Regions from separate parts of the Oryctolagus cuniculus genome. Here region 1 is linked to region 2. The links are chromatin contacts, called in public Micro-C maps. All regions are on one chromosome and are shown on one strand. The core of a region is the stretch at or near the end of the contact, and the rest is flanking DNA. Distances in the headings are between cores, read along the strand shown.

Region 1 (4,137 bases), core at 197-2,696, 190 kb after region 2:
ACAGAGACCCCCGTATGCCAGACGTCTGGTCGCCTCCACTGGGATGAGGCCACGTAGCTGAGCAGAGTGTAGAATGACTGACAGACGGAGTGCCCCAGGGCACTGCGGCCCCCTTGGAGCCTTCCAGGAAAACTCAGGTGTTGCTGGGGCCAAATATTCCTTCACAGCGAGGGGACGAGGCTCCCGGTCAGAGCTGTCCCACGGAGCAGGAGGAGCTACGATCTCTGATGGCTTCTGATCTTGGGGCTTGGGAAGAATTAGGTTCGTTAAGAGTGGTGATAAAACCGTTCTTTGGCCTGGCCGCCGGGACTTGGCACTCACTGGTTGCTCACGGACTCTATAAAGTTGACCAGGGCAGGCCCCGGCTTGCAGCCCCGACAGCCCACAGGAGTGAGGTTTCAGTCCTGGCCGCTCTGGTTCTGATCCGGCTTCCTGTGGACGTGCCGGGGAAAGCAGTGCACGGCCCAAGTGCTTGGGCTCCTGCAGCCACGTGGGAGGCCCACGTGGAGTTCCAGGCTCCTGGTTTGGGCCTGGCCGGGGCCCAGCCTTTGCTGCCATTTGGGAAATGACCCAGCAGGTGGGAGATCTCTGTTTCTGTCTGTACCTCTGCCTTTCAAATAAAGAAGTAAATCTTTAAAAAAGAAATAAATCAAGTCGAGCAGGGAGCCCGAGGGAGCCGGTGGCTGCCCGTCAGGTGCTTCTTCGGCATCTTCTGCCCTCCGCTCCCAGCGTCCCGTTCAGCTCCGGGGCGCTGAGCCTGCTCCTAGCGGAGCGCGACCATTTGCTCACGCATGCGTGCGGGCATTAAGTGTCCACTGGCAACGCCCCGGGCCGGCTGTGGGCACCCACACCTCACAGTGACCCTGAAAGCACAAGGCCAGGGTCACCCCCCCCCAGCCCGCGGGGGGCCACAGCCCACCCCCAGGGTGGGACCCAGCCCAGCAGTTGTCAAAGTGCTCGGGGCTTCTCCAACCAGGGCTGCCGGGGCGGGCCCGTCACCGCCCGCTCCCGGAGCCCCGAGCCCCCAGGCGGCTGCGGCCATTCTCAAGGCCACGCCGGCGGTGGCCCTCCGCGCGTTCCGCCGCTGAGGGCCGGCGGCCAGGCCGAGCGCGCCCCGGGCCCTCGCCGTCCCCTTTTCTCCGCCCTCGAGGCGCGGAACGCCGAGTGGAGGCACACTCTCGCGACGGGGCGGGCGGCGGCCGACATCCTGCGGCGGCCATGTGCCTCAGCGCCCGCCACACACACGAGCGAGGCGGCCCCGCCGGCGCCCGACAGGGCCTGCGGCGGCGCGCGCGTGCGCATGCGCGGGCCGGCCCGCGGGCCGGGCGGGGCGCGAGGCCGGGCGGGCGGGGCGCGAGCCCCGGGGCGGGGCGGGGCGGGGCGGGCACGCGCGGCGCGCGGCGGCGCTGACGTCCGGGCGCCCGCGACCCCCGCCCCCTCCGCCCCGGCCCGGGTTGGCCGCCGCCGAGCCCCCGCCCCTCCTCCGGAGGCCTCCCGGCCGGAACCGATCGCGGCTGGTTTGAGCTGGTGCGTCTCCATGGCGACAGGCCGGCGCTATAAGTAGCGGCGCGGCGCGCCGTCGGGCTTTGTCAGTCGCTGCAGCCGCCGCCGCCGCCGGCCGCCCTCTGCCCCCAGCGCGGGCGCCACCTCGGCCGGCGTCTCCGGCGGGCGGCCGGGCGCTCCTCCGGCTTAGCATCGGGCGCTGGCGGCGTCTCCATGGGGCCGGCCCGCGGCGCGGGGGCGCTCTGAGGTGGGAGCCGGGCCGGGCGGGCGGGCGGGCGGGGGGCGGCAGGGCCACGTGCCCGGGGCCGGGGGGCGCCCGCGGGCCACACGTGGTCGCAGGCCCGGGCGCCCGGGGCGGAGCGCAGGACCGGCGGCGCGCCCGGCGCTGCCCTCGCTGCAGGCCCACGTCAGCGGCGGCCCCGGGCCGGAAGCGGCCGGGCAGGCCCCGGGGCTCCTGCAGCCGCTGCGCTCGCGGGGCCCGCGCGGCCGGCCCGGAGCAGGTGCAGGGCGGCGCCGCCGGCCCCGGCCGCGGCCCCGCGATCTGGAGGACCGGGGCTCCTTCTTTTCCGGCTTTCTGGCTGCGGGGACGGGTGACGCCGTGGCAGAAGCGCCCGGAGTCGCCGGAGACGGCTGGTGCGGGACCTGGAATGGTTTATTATCCGAGGGCTCTCTGAGCGACTTGGCTCAGGCCAACAGGCGCGCGTAGGAGCCAGCCTGAAAGTTTTTTTTTTTTAAATAAGGCTGATCGTGTAGTTCGAGAATTCTGAGTAGTGGGTGGCAGCGTGGGGACGGGATGTGTGGCTCGCTTTCTTCAAGCCTCGAAGTGGACGGAGTCTACTGGACTCGGAGTCGCCGTGTGGACACGGGACCGGCTGGTGCCGGTGCGTGGACCGTTTAGCGCAGCGGCTGTTCCGGAAGGTCGCTGCGTAAGGCAGAGTTACTCTGGGACATCTCAAGCAAAGCTGTGAAAGATCCCGGAAAGCAAGATCCTAAACGGATTGTATTTCAGAAGAAACGAATGCTCTTTTAGTAACGCCTTTAAGTAAAGCCCTTAAGTAACGCAGCTCCTTTGGGGAGTTCGTTGTCACCGATACTGTGTAGCCAAAGTGGGTTTCCTGGCCGTGGCCTCTTCCCCGCCCCAGGGTGATTGAGGTCGACAATGCCAGGAACTCAATTAAACGGAGGCCGGAAGCCTGTTGTGCCACGCATGGGTTTGGATTGATGGCAGGTCCGTCCCCCTGGGCCTCTCATAGTGTCCCATGCCACAGCAAACGGTGGCCCCGAACCATTGCCGGCCTCTGTCCGTGGGTTGTTGGCACTGAAGCGGGTCGCACAGTAGGAAGAAGCCTCCTACCTGGCACAAGTCATGCAGGGTTCAAGTCAGGCCTTGAGGGGAACTCGATCACTGGTGTCGCGTTTCATGGAGTCCAAGGACAGTGGCTTTTATTGTTAGCAGCCTGACGTTCCGGCTTATTTTTATTATTCATAAAGTTTGCCCGCGTGATTACTCACGCTAAGCGAAACAAGAGTATTCCTAGGGGCGGCTGGGCTTCCCGGCATGGCTAACGGGAGGCAGCATCGGTTGGGGAACGCCGATTTCCAACCAGATAGCGGCAGCTGGAAGGCTGCTTGGCGCGTGAACACGAGCCGACAGGCGCTCGTGGTCGCGTGCCCTGGGTACTCCCGCGGTGCTGCGCTCTGTGAGGCGTGGGGAGGGTGGGAGTGCTGGCTGTGTCTGCGGTGCTGCCTGACGGTCTGGCAGGTGTGCTGCTTGGGGAAAGCCCGGTGTGGAGTCTGCCGTCCTGTTCTGGCCAGGGACCGGCAGCTGTGACGTGAGCCGGGAGGAGCTGGGATGCCGGTGGCAGCGAGGGGGCTGTCGGCTCTGGTGCCGGTGAGCGCTGCCTCCTGCGTGTGCCGTAAGGTGAACAGCGTCCCCTGTGTGCTCTGTCCCTCAGGTCCTGTGCACACTGCTCTGCGGGCACACAGGACCCGGACCCTGGAGGAGTGCCTCTGTGGGAAGCTGCAAGCAATTTCTCTGAGTTTCATCTCTTGGTTTTCCATGTGAGCGTTCAGATCCGTCTGCTGGAGGTGGGGTCGGGGCAGGCACTGCCGGGGTCTCTAAGGGCTCCCCTCCCGCTGCAGAGGGACATCGAGGAGCCATGAACAGCTCGAGTCATGAAGAGTTCGACTGCCACTTCCTCGACGAAGGCTTCACTGCCAGGGACATCCTGGAGCAGAAGATCAACGAAGTGTCGGCGTCTGTGAGTGTGCGGCCTGTCCTCGTGGGCGCTGGGGCCGGCCCAGCGGACGCGCCGGAGGGCTCCGCGGGTGGGGTGTTCCGCTGGCGTTGGGTTGTCCGGTGATGTGGGCGGTAGTGCTCGTGTCGGTGTCCAGACGGCAGGGCGGCCTGTGCCGGGGACACTGGCAGAGTGGGGCTGCCTGTCCGCGTGCGTGGTGTGCCGTGGCCGCTGGCGAGCTGACACGAGCCCCTCTGTATTTAGGATGATAAGGATGCCTTCTACGTTGCGGACCTTGGAGACGTTCTTAAGAAACATCTAAGATGGCTGAAGGCTCTTCCTCGTGTGACTCCCTTCTATGCAGTCAAGTGTAACGACAGCAGGGCCATCATAAAGA
Region 2 (4,453 bases), core at 1,391-3,890:
GATGGCCCAAGTCTTTGGGCCCCTGTACCCACGTGGGAGACCCAGAAGAAACTCCTGGCTTCTGGCTTCGGATCGGCACAGCTCCAGCTATTGCAGTCATCTGGGGAGTGAACCAGCAGATGGAAGACCTCTCTCTCTCTCTCCCTCTGCCTTTCTGTAACTCTGCCTTTCAAATAAATAAACAAATTTTTATTTAAAAAAAGCTTCACAATTTAATACGAGGCGTCACATGTTTGGAGGCAAATCGACTGCCTCTCTACCAACAGAATAGATGGCGCCACCGCAGTGAGTTATTTTGCTCCCCCACCTGTCCACGATCAGGCCCCGGGATGATCTAACTGCCCCATCCCTGACTTCAGTTTGGTCGGCTGCAGAACGGCTTTTGCACAGTGGGCCATGACATCGCGTGACCTCCACCCAGCACAGGCGTGTCCCACGGTGCAGTGTCCTGCTGATCCCCCCACCCCAGAGCCAGAGCCATTGCCGTGGAGGCATCCGTGAGCTGGAGACTTTAACACGGGCTGGGCCCTGTAAAAGGGGCCGCGCGTCTCACGTGGCCAGTAAGCGCTGGCTGCTGAGAAAACAAAGCAGAAAACCCCCAAGGGTACCTTGAGGATGGAACTGTGAGCCCCAGTTTAAGAAATGGTTGCGAGTGGATTATACAGAACCAGGCATCGGGGAGACGACACAGGTGCAGGAGGGTCCGCAGGTGCCAGAAGCAGCTGGAAGGCGGGCACTGTGGTGCAGTGGCTCAAGCTGACCCTTGTGTCGCGCGCATCGTGTTTGAGTGCCTGGCGTTGAGTCCTGCCTCCGCCTCCGCCCCCGCTTCCTGATAATGGCCTGGGAGGAGGGGGAGACAGCCTGGCCCAGCCGCAGCTGCTGTGGGCATTTGTGGAGCGAAGCGGCAGATGGAGCTCTTTTCCTGCCTCCTCCCCTGTCACTCTTGCAAGTAAACAAAATAAATCATAAAACTTAAAAAAGAGGCAGGGAGGTCAGCTGGGAGTGTAATAATGCAAAAACAAGATTTAGAGCCTAGGCAGGAGGGTCTAAGGAGTCTGAGAATCAGAGGTGGGCGTGCGGTGCGCAGTTAGGCCAGGCTCGGACACCACACGGGAGCCTGGAGTCGAGTCCCACCGCGGCTTCTGATTCAGCTTCCGCTAACGACGCGCTGGGGCAGGCAGGCGGCAGCTCCACTCCCTGAACCCCGCGGCCCACGGGAGACCAGGGTGAGTTGCAGGATGCTGGCTCAGCCTGCACAGCCTGCTGCTGAGGGATTGGGAAGTGAACCAATGGATGGAAGAGCGCTCGCTCGCTCTCTCTTGCTCTTCAAAAAAAATTTTTTTAAAGTTTTTATTTACTTGAGTTACAGATAGAGGGAGAGACAAAGGTCTTCCATCTGCTGGTTCACTCCCCAAATGGCCACAGTGGCTGGGGCTTTGCCAATCCGAAGCCAGGAGCCAGGAGCTTCTTTCAGGTCTCCCACACAGGTGCAGGGGCCCAAGGACTTGGGCCATCTTCCACTGCTTTCCCAGGTCACAGCAGAGAGCTGGATCAGAAGTGGAGCAGCCGGAACTACAACCAGCACCCATATGGGACGCCAGTGCTGTGGGCGGAGGCTTAGCCCACCATGCCACAGCGCCAGGCCCTCAAAATTTGGGGGGGGGGAGCACTGTGGCATAGATTAAGCCTCTGCCTGCAATGCCAGCATCCATATAGGAACTGGTTCCAGTCCGGGCTGCTCCTCTTCCGACCCAGCTCTCTGCTGTGGCCTGGGACAGCAGCAGAAGATGGCCCAAGTCCTTGGGCCCCTGCACCCGCGTGTGAGACCCGGAAGGAGCTCCTGGCTCCAGGTCAGCCCAGCTCCGGCCACTGCGGCTTTTTGGGGAGTGAACCAACGATGGAAGATCTCTCTAACTGCCTTTCAAATACATACATCTTAAATTTCTTTTTTTTTTCCCAGAGGTAGAAATGTCAAGTCTAGCCACGTGGGCAGAAGAGGCAGCAATGGCCCGAGGTTCTTGTCTAGGTGACTGCGAAGACGGCAAAGCTCTTCCCCAAGAAAAACAGCGCGGAATACTGGGAGTGCTTAGTTAGGGGATTAGGCAAGCAGTACTTGGCTCAGCACCGTAAGCAGGCGCGGTGGGAGTGAGACAGGCAGGGACTGGGGTCTGGGGCCGGGGAAGCCTCCATTTTTCGAAGAAATAGGACAGAAATGGAGCACCCCGGGCCATCGCAGCAGCTCTCGCCGACCCGAGAGCGAGGTCGGGTCCCGGGTAACGGAGCGATGCGGGGACGCCGACGCCCGCGCGTCCGCCAGGGGCTGTCCGTCACGGCGGCCACACCCGTCCCCGGAGACCCCGGGCGCCAGCCCCTCCCCGATCGTCACCCCTCCCTCGCGACCTCCCTCAGTGAGTGAAAGCCAAACGAGCCAGGCGACACCCCGTTTTTAGTGAAGCCATTTTTAAGCGCAGTTATTTCTAAAGCAAAGCTGCAGAAACACTGACAGAGACCACACTTCCCGCCACTCGCGACGCTGAGCGCAGGGGCGCGGCCGCCGCCTCACCAGGGCGCCCCAGCTCTCCCGCCGGCTCCGCCGCCTCGCTTCTTCCGGGAACTTGCGCACGGCCCGGCGGCCGGAAGTGCGTCATCATCCGGCGCCCGCCGCCGCACGCCGCGCCGTGCCGGGCCTGGGAGTCGGATGTTGGAGCGTGCCGGTGGGAGGGGACCGGGCGCGGCGACTGAGATCGCTGCCTCTCGCCGTCACCATGCAAGTGTCCAGCCTTAACGAGGTGAAGATTTACAGCCTGAGCTGCGGCAAGTCTCTTCCTGAGGTGAGTCGGGGCCGTCCCGGCTGCCCGGAGGCGAGTGACGGCGCGCTGGGGGCCAGGCTGGTGGGCGCCGGCACCGGCATCAGCGCCCAGTCTCTGGAGCGGAGGCCAAGTCGGCTTGGGCATGGGTGGCGGTGCCGCCAGGAAAACGTGGACGGGTACCTGGCCGGCTGCGTGCCGGTGCCCGTCCGCCCGCGGGTCGTGGTCCTCGCGCGTGGGCCGGGTACGGCAGTGGGCGGTGGAGACGCGGGCCTCGCAGGTGCACGGTCGGCAGCGGCGGACGCCTTTCCCCGCCTGCGGGACTCGCCTGGCCCCGCGGTCTAAGTGCGTGGTTCTGTCCCAGTCTGCTCGTCTGTAGATCTTTCTGGGATCCAGAAAGAGGTCGGGGCGGGGTGGGGACAGCCCTCCAGGGCCCTCCAGGGACATCCGGGGGTAGGTGATGAGAGCCTTCGCCTCTTCTCCGCATTCCCGGTGTCAGGAATGGCACGTCTCCCGCGTCTTCTCATTCGTCACTCCCTCGTTCTGTGCACGCTCCTGAGAAGCTAAGCTGTGCAGGCGGCCCCGTCGTAAGTGCGGCATCCGGAGCGCATGTGTCACGGGGGGAAAGGATGATGGAGAGTGAGTGAGCGGGCGGGATACAGCGTCAGCGCTCGGCGTGGGGCGGTCTGGAGGTGTAGCAGGTGCAGCGCCACTTGGGCTGCCTGGCGCGCTGTGCCCGAGTGCCAGCCCGGCTTCCTGCCAGTGCCTGGGGCAGCACAGAGGATGGCCCACGTCTTTTCTTGGAAAGAGAGCTTCCATCCGCTGGTTCACTGCCCAGCAGGCGGCTCCTGGCTTCAGCCTGGCCCCGTCTGGAGTATTGTGGGCATTTGGGGAGTGCACCAGTGAATGGGAGATTCTCTCTCCCGCTCTCTCTCCGGCACTCCGCCTTTCGTCTGGGCTGACCCTCAGGCTCCTTTGTCCCGTGCCACGCTGCCTGCTTGTCCGTTTGTGGGACAGCTCCCGGCCGGGCCTCGCTCCCCACCTGTGCCGGGTCAGGGATTCTGGCCCTCCCAGGTCCCGGCCCCCTCTCTGCCCCCTACGTAGGACCCCTGTTCCCGGAAGGGCCGCCCCTTCCTTGAGTAGCTCCCTCAGAACGCTGGATGTTGGTCGGGGCGGGAGCCGTGGCGTAGACCTTCCTGCTGCCACAGGCTGATGCGCCTGGATGCACGTGTGCCTGGGAAGTCCCCCAGCTTCCCCGGGAGCTGAACACGAGTGCCAGGGAGCCAGAGGCACGCCGGGCTGAGGGCGATGGCCGGCTCCGGCTCTCCCGCCCTGTCCGGCGTGGACACCGCCGCGGCGCTCAGCTCGGGTCCCGAGTGTGTCCCAGAGGCCGGATGCCGCGGCCTGGCCCGGGTTCTGCATCGCGTCTGCTTTTAGAGATGGTGTCTGCTGAGTGGCGCGCTTGCTTCTCCTTGCTTCAGGGAGGGCTGTCGTAGCCTTGCCGTTGGTGACGGTCTGGGGTGGCTGTCCCGCAGCGTGTGGCCTCTGTCCTCGGGGTGCGGGCATACCTCTAGTGACAGCCGAAAGCGTCCCAGGAGTTGCTGATGTCCTCTGGGAGGCGGACTGCCCCTGCTGAGACCCACTGT

What was found. Hi-C and Micro-C count contacts between places; a contact is called where the count stands out from the background.
Region 1: a contact with region 2 is called in a Micro-C map of ear pinna, with 3 times the contacts expected there. The contact joins the promoter of ODC1 here to the promoter of NOL10 in region 2. A contact is called at or near these places in 2 of 6 Hi-C or Micro-C datasets (ear pinna and psoas muscle).

Annotation. Positions count from the first base shown.
Region 1 is chr2:191,976,037-191,980,173 of mOryCun1.1, forward strand. It overlaps ODC1 (ornithine decarboxylase 1), which reads left to right and starts at 1,447. Exons shown (of 12, transcript XM_070069752.1): 1 at 1,447-1,527; 2 at 3,459-3,564; 3 at 3,646-3,764; 4 at 4,005-4,137. The coding sequence starts at 3,663. It overlaps LOC127485124 (small nucleolar RNA SNORA42/SNORA80 family), which reads left to right and starts at 2,709; the gene lies at 2,709-2,841.
Region 2 is chr2:191,788,316-191,792,768 of mOryCun1.1, forward strand. It overlaps NOL10 (nucleolar protein 10), which reads left to right and starts at 2,641. Exons shown (of 21, transcript XM_002722390.5): 1 at 2,641-2,831. The coding sequence starts at 2,766.